2 separate regions of the Triticum aestivum genome follow, and region 1 is linked to region 2. A link is a contact called in public Hi-C data. All regions are on one chromosome and are shown on one strand. Each heading gives the region's core, a stretch centred on a gene start, on an enhancer-like site or on the middle of the called end of the contact. The rest is flanking DNA. Distances are from core to core; before and after follow the strand shown.

Region 1 (3,514 bases), core at 707-3,206, 100 kb after region 2:
TATTAAATATGTATTAAAAATATTCCCAGTCAAACAAAAAAATATACAAATGTGTATGGAAATAGTAGATATCAAATAATATAAGTTTTAGAAAAATGTCAATCATGTACTTGGAAAATGGTAGATGTGTATAAAAATGTTCTAATATATAGAAAAATCTACAAATGTATATGGAAAATTTAGACATAAAAAACATATGTTTTAAAAAATATGTATCATGTATTTAAGAAATGGTCGTTCAGTTTTTGAAAAAAAGTTTATTGCCATAAAAAATGTTCAATGTGTATTTGAAAAACATTGTTCATCTATTCAAAGCATTTATGAAAAAAATGTATATCATATATTTAAAATATATTCAATCTTTTGCCAAAAAATGTTTCACGTGTACACTACAAATGTATGTGATGTATTGAAAAAATAGATATGTGTTGACAAAAAAGAAACACCTTAAAAATAGACAAGAAACAACAAAACAGAATAAAATCTAAAATACAAGAAACAAAAAGAAAATGGCAGCCGAAGGAAACCAATGAAAAAAATGAAACATGAGAAGGTAACAAATAAAAAGGAGAAAAGGAACAATGAAAGAAACGCAAAAAATAGTGAAAACCAAGAAAAAAAATCAGTAACAATCGTGAAAGGAATGAAGAAAACCGATGAAAAAACAAATGACAAGCAAAAAACTGAAGAAAACCATGAAGAAACAAAGTAATTGAAAAAGAGACAATAGAAGAAAACTACAAAATGAGAAAAACCGAACTAAACCAACGAAGAGTAGCGATCAAGCGAGGGAGAAAGCCAGCGAATGAAAGAAAAAAGATCGAACTGGGTCGGTCCAATAAACAACAGGAGTGTAAAATGGTCTACGCGAGACATTCTTCCAGCTCACTATAACCACGAGATATAGTTCACGCAGGTGGATCGTGCATACATGTCCCAAGTTGCGATGGCACGACCCATATTAGGTCTCAACGACCGAGCCCATCAAACCTCGCGTCATCGACCTCATCATCAACACTTACCCCGCTCAAATCTGTGGTGTCTATTTCTCGCATTAAGCGAGACGAGAGGGAGCTCTCGCTGAGGATTTTTCCTCTCCCTGCTTCGTATTGGGTCGGCCCATTCGCGCACGCATATATTAAGAAAAATAGATTAGGTAAAGGGAGAACCAAGGTTTGATCCGCAGATGCTGCTACCACTCCGCCCAAGTCAAGTTAGTGATAAGTAGTAGGTGCGTGTCATACTTGAGGCTATTTCAAACCGGTTTTCTTTGAGGCTTTTTCCTTTTTTGTTTTCTTTCTTCTTCTTCAATTTTTTCATTCTTTTTTGCACTTTCTTTCTTGTTTTTTTCATTTCTTTTTTTGGTTATTATTGTACATTTTTTGTATATGTCAACAATATTTTTCTAATATACAATTTAAATTTTTTCAATACTTGTTTAACATTTTTCAAATACTTGTTTAATATTTTTATATACATGGTCAACAGTTTTTCAAATACTTGTTCAACATTTTTTAGATACTTGTTCAATATTTTTCAGATTTTGTTGAACATTTTTATATACATGATCAAAAAATGAAGTACTTGTTCAACCTTTTTTCAAATACTTATTCAAGATTTTTCAAATACTCGTTCGACATTTTATAAATACTTCTTCAATATTTTTTTAAATGCATGATTAACATTTTTATAAATATTATTTAAACTATGTTTTTGTAATATATATATTTAGACTATTTGAAAGTGTAAAAAAATTAAAAAAGTGAAACAAAAAAATGAAATAAAAACGTGAAAAAAAACAGAGAAAAACGAGGCAGTGTAGTACCCGGGACCTGGGCCGGCCCATAAGCTCGCGTGGTTCAGCGAGTCGGAAGCTTCGACTCGCTGAACGCGAGACATAGCGATGCCCGCTCAAATCGACGCCCAAGATTACAACCTACAGCTCTCCGTTCCTCAGAAAAACAAAAACTACAGCCTGGAGCATCAGTACTCTGATTGCCTTCGCCGGTCTTCCTCCCCGCTTCCCCCATCTCGACTCCTCTCCGCGATCCAAACCCTAAGCCGGGGGGACCCGTTCGCGCCATGGAAGCGGCGGCTCCGTCGCCGCTGCTCCATAGTCCCCCGCACATCACCCCAGAGCTCCGGCGCTTCCTCGACGTCCGCTTCCGCTCCCCGGCCGACCTCGCCGCGGCCGCAGACGTCGAGGCCGAGATCCGCGGGCGCTGCGCGGAGCTCGAGTCCTCGGTCGCCGAACTGTCCGCCCGCCTCGCGGATGTGGCCGCCGCGTACTCCTCTTCCCTCGGGGCCGCTGGCTCCGCCCTCTGCGCCGTGCGCGGTGGCCTCGCCGCCCTCAAGGCCTCCACCGACAAGACGGGTATCTTAAGCAAATGCTCATGGAATTACTGATTTTCGAGCTTCTCTAGTTGACGTATGCTGCTGCTAAGCTGTAATTCTATTTCTTGGGGTTTTTCTAGGGGTTAGAGAAGATGTGGAGGCTGGGAGCGAGAAGATGCTGTTTGAACAACTCCCTCCCCTGGCCACCGACGTGGCGAGAGTAGACATGGTTAGAGATTACGCTGGTGAGCATCTCTGAAGATCACACTTTAGATCATTGTGCCACGCTCTGGCTTAAATTTCGAATGATAAACACTATATTGACAATTTGCTATGATGTCTATTTCCTCTTATGATGGTTATGTTTGTTTAGGCATAATGTGTTATGATTCATGAGTTGAGAGTTGAGAGTTGAGACCAGCGGCTCATTGCTTAATATGTCGTACGAGTGTTTGGTGTGATGGGACTTAGTGTCTGTGCAGGAGCAGAGTGGTTTTATGTGGCAAATCGTCTGTTTGGTTAGGTTAATAGTTAAGTTTGGTTGATACAGATCTAGCTCAGTACAGCTAGGATGGATGATGATAACTGTTCTGGCCCTCAATTATGGCATGGATCTGGCAGCTCCTGTAAGTGAGCCTCATTTTGATAATGTGGATCTATGGGTTGCCTTTTGTCCCTGTAGTTAACTAGAAATTTGTGGGGGCATTTCATTATTGTGTCCATGTTAGATTGTTAGTTGCTGATTCTTTATTCACGAGCCACAGTTAGCTATTAGTCCTGTCTGTAACTGCATTATCAGCGATCTTCCACTGACAGGAGTGTCAAAACCAGAACATTCATTATGTTTTCCTATCCTTATGGCAGCCAATATTCTTTCCATGCTTAATTCTTAGGCAGTGGAGTGTTTTGGTTGGTGCAGGAGTCTTGGTGGTGGTTGGACTAGAAGTTTAGTTTTTAAAACGACCACACTTGAGAAATAAATAAAATAACACTGTGACGATTGCACCGAGTTCTTCGACAATGAAGAAGCCGAAAAAAAGCGGGTTTGATTTGAAATGCCAAATTAATGAGTGAAATCACCCTTATGGCAGGGAGGTACTAGGCTACTAGCAGAATCTTTTAATTCTCTTATTAAGATGATAATTTAATTTGATAATTTCCTAGAATTGGGAAAAAAATC
Region 2 (3,493 bases), core at 847-3,346:
TACTGTGCTTCTGGAGCTTAATTCACACGCAGGAGATGAGCTCATGAGACAGTCAGCATGCTAAATGCATGAGATGATGAGAAAAAACATGACACCCGACAAATCAAATCAGAAGAAGACGCCCCGGCCCAGTTCATGACGAGCGAAGCCTACCTATAGCCGCATGTCAGCGTCGATCCAATCACCTTCCTTAACCTTTCGACCCTTCTTGCGGCCACGAACGATAGCTACGGTTAATTTCCCGTCGAAATCAGCGTGAGGTAGCCGCAATAATGCGGCGGGCAATGAGAACGTACTACGTAACACCAACCAGTCAGGCGGGTGGGCCGGCCGTCGCCTTTTCTTTCTCGTTCGGTCATGCAACATGGAGCTCGCTGCATGCTGTACGTGACAACGCTGACAGAGATGGATGTGTGTGTGCGCGCGGAGGCAATCATGTATCGTGATGGCAAAACGTCCGCCCGTAATCATTTCTCCATGCATGCATTTCCTCGGCCGGCCAGCCGGCCAAACATGCTTTTTTTGTTGATCATTTGACGTCCTCGCAGGCGCCAATTCAACTCAAATAAAACAGACCGGTTACTTACATGCAGTTCATGTCATACAGCACAGGGGGAAAAGAGCAGGAAGAGATCGATCGAAAAGGCGCCGCGATCTAGTTGCTGATTCATCTAGAACACTGGTTGGTTACCAAGTGGTTCGACACTCCCGGTTTCAGTGGCTTGGGCCGCCAGAGGCCGAGCCACACGTGTAAAGAGCAGCAGCACGTAGTAGGCTGTCGATTGTGGGCGTCGCCGGCCTCAGTGCTGGGGTTTGTGGAGCGTTAACTGCCCCCGGTCCCTTTCTTATCCTTTCCGACCCAGGCAAGGGAAAGAAAAGAGAGAAGCGGCAGAGACGACGGACGAGACGTTAACCTCCATTAATCATGGCGACGCCCTAGCCCTGCCCTAGTGGCTCAGTTGCATGCATGGGCGCGATCTCGGTTACGCGAACAGACAGAGAGAGAGATAGGGGGTTACCACGACCCCAAAACCAAATCCGACGCGACCGCACGCACAGGGATGGATCGGGATAAAGAACGGGGGGAAAGGAACGGGGCCGGCCGGCCGGTATTTTGTTGCGGAAGTGCAGCGGGCATCGCTCGCTGTCAGGAAAAGGCTTCTCCGGCGGTGCAGATATTAGTAGCAATCGGCGACAGTGAGGTGGGCCTTCGCTTCTTCTCTGTCCGCCTTGTACGTGCTCGTCCTAGTTGCTTGCTTGCTTAAAGAACAAACCGACCAAGCGACCAATCGCGAAGCAGCTTTCGGTTTACTACACCGTCTCCGCATCATTGCATGGGACGCTTCCCTGCTGTTGGATGATCATGAAATCATTGTACGTCGAGTAAGTAACAGCAAGCAGGAGATCACACTTCACACCGCCCACAGTAACCCTCGGGTTCATCGACCGGTTGAACGACGGGGCACGCATGCACTCACGCCTCGTCGTCGTCCTCCTCGTCGTACATATGCAGGAAAGAGAAAAGAAAAAGGGAAATTTGCCGTGTTCATTCAGCCAGGCCCAGGTCCGTCCCTGTTGCTTTTCCGTACGGGATTACTGTGCGTCTCTCAGGCGGGTGATTGGCCCGATTGGTGATCGGCGAAAGTACTCGCACGGTAGCACCCGTCCCTGTCCGCCGAGTTGGGGGAGGGGGAGGCTGGCTGGCGTGGAGCCCCGTCGTCTCCCCCAACTTGGAAGGTTGGGTCTTCCAGAATCGCGCAAAGGAGCCCTCATGGGCCGGAGGATGAGGGCGAGACGGCAAGCCAAGGGGGGAAGGAAAAGGCAGCCGCGAGAGGCGTGGCCGCATGGGGCGGGCGGGCCGGACTAGTCGTCTCGGCGCCGTCATGGAGCTCTCGCCGTTCACGCAAACGACCGCGCCAGCTGCCTTTCCGTGGCATGCAATTCCCCCGTGGCCCACGACGCCGGGGTCGATCGGCCGAGGTGGACGTCCGCGTCCGCGTCCGTTCTCCGCCGTTGAACGACCGGTACAGTTGCCGTATCGGGAAAAGGGGCCTGGGCCTGGGAGGGAGGTTGGCGGGGCGGCATCCGCGGTGCGCGCTGCGGCCACGTAGGGTGGTTTTGTCGTGCGCGCCTGCAATGCGATGCGATGCGTCTCCGGCCGTGCGGGCGGGCGGGCGGTGATGAGCTGACGGCGATGGTTCGGCGGTGCGCGTTGCGTGCTCGGCTCTGGTCTTTCTGGTGGGCTCGCTGCTGCGTGTCGTACTTGGGTACGACCCTGAGATCAGCCAGCGTGCGTGGGTGATGGGGGCGGTGGATGCGCGCACGTAGGTCGCCTCTCGGGGGCTAGCTAGGCTAGGCTAGACGAAACGGGCGCTCGCCGACTGGTTCTCGGTGGCTGTTCTGATATGTGGTGACGCTCCATGGTTGAATTGGTCCTACTACTTCATACACCTACGCGCCGGTTTCACCCCCTGGGCGTTGAAACTCGAAGCAACTAGTTAAGGAGGGCTCCTTCGGGAGCCTCGCAACGATCAGCGCCACCTGCGCGCTCTCAGCCATTCGCCACGTGTCGCGCTCTGGACGCTCCCTCCAGATTTTGTTTTTTTTTATTTTTTCGCACGCGTTTTCAGCTTTTTAAACGGTTTTTTCCCCGAGTTTTTTGACGTTTTGGTTTTTCCCCGGTCTTCCTTAGCGTTTCGATCAAAAAATATTTGAAAAAAAAAAATTTTGCGCGAAAAAACGCGTTTACTTTTTTTTCTTTCGTGAAAAGTCACGTTTTTTTTCGCGAGAGTCACGGCCGTGCCTTTCGAAAACGAAAAAAAACGCGTTTTCTGTTTTTTTTCTTTCGCGAGAGTCACGGTTTTACTTCCGCGAGAGGCACGGTTGTGCTTTCGTGAGAGTCACGGCCGTGCCTCTCGGAAAGGGAAAAACAAAACGTGTTTTCTGTTTTTTTTTCCGCGAGAGTCACGGTTTTGCTTCCGCGAGAGGCACGGTTGTGCTTTTGCGAGAGTCACGGCCGTGCCTCTCGGAAAGGGAAAAAAAACGTGTTTTCTGTTTTTTTTTCTTTCACGAGAGTCACGGTTTTTCTTTTGCCAGAGGCACGGTTGTGCTTTCGCGAGAGTCACGGGCGTGCCTCTTTCGGAAAGGAAAAAAACGCGTTTTCTGTTTGTTTTTTTTTTCTTTACACGAGAGTCACGGTTTTGCTTCCACGAGAGGCACGGTTGTGATTTCGCGAGAGGCACGGACGTGCTTCTTTCGAAAAGGGAAAAAACCGTGCTCCCGGTTTGGTTTTTTTGTCTGGTTTTTTCATGAAAAAAAAGTTCGTCAAAACCTATCAACATGGGATCTAGTTTTGAAGATCTCGACGCGAGGAATCCAATGGTGAAAACGGTTTGAGATTTGGACGCACGGTTTAAGAGATAAAACGTTTTGAATAAACGAATCTACGAAAAAAGGGAAAACTCCCAGGTTGCGACAAGTGGCGCGCTGCATG

Evidence for each region. Hi-C and Micro-C count contacts between places; a contact is called where the count stands out from the background.
Region 1: a Hi-C map of leaf shows a contact between it and region 2, with 7 times the contacts expected there. The contact joins the promoter of LOC123145485 here to the enhancer-like site in region 2. A contact is called at or near these places in 4 of 5 Hi-C or Micro-C datasets (leaf and an unstated tissue) and 1 of 1 datasets of contacts at active chromatin or transcription factors (leaf).

Annotation. Positions count from the first base shown.
Region 1 is chr6D:414,259,355-414,262,868 of IWGSC CS RefSeq v2.1, forward strand. LOC123145485 (RINT1-like protein MAG2) reads left to right here and starts at 1,957. Exons shown (of 4, transcript XM_044564912.1): 1 at 1,957-2,374; 2 at 2,475-2,579. The coding sequence starts at 2,083.
Region 2 is chr6D:414,158,420-414,161,912 of IWGSC CS RefSeq v2.1, forward strand. No RefSeq gene overlaps it. Among protein-coding and RNA genes, the nearest start is that of LOC123145484, 88 kb to the right of the region's middle. Within about 2 kb of position 2,097, at least 4 of the 8 cell types and tissues checked have an H3K27ac peak or open chromatin away from gene starts, as enhancers often do. A contact at or near this core is called in leaf, where this site is marked.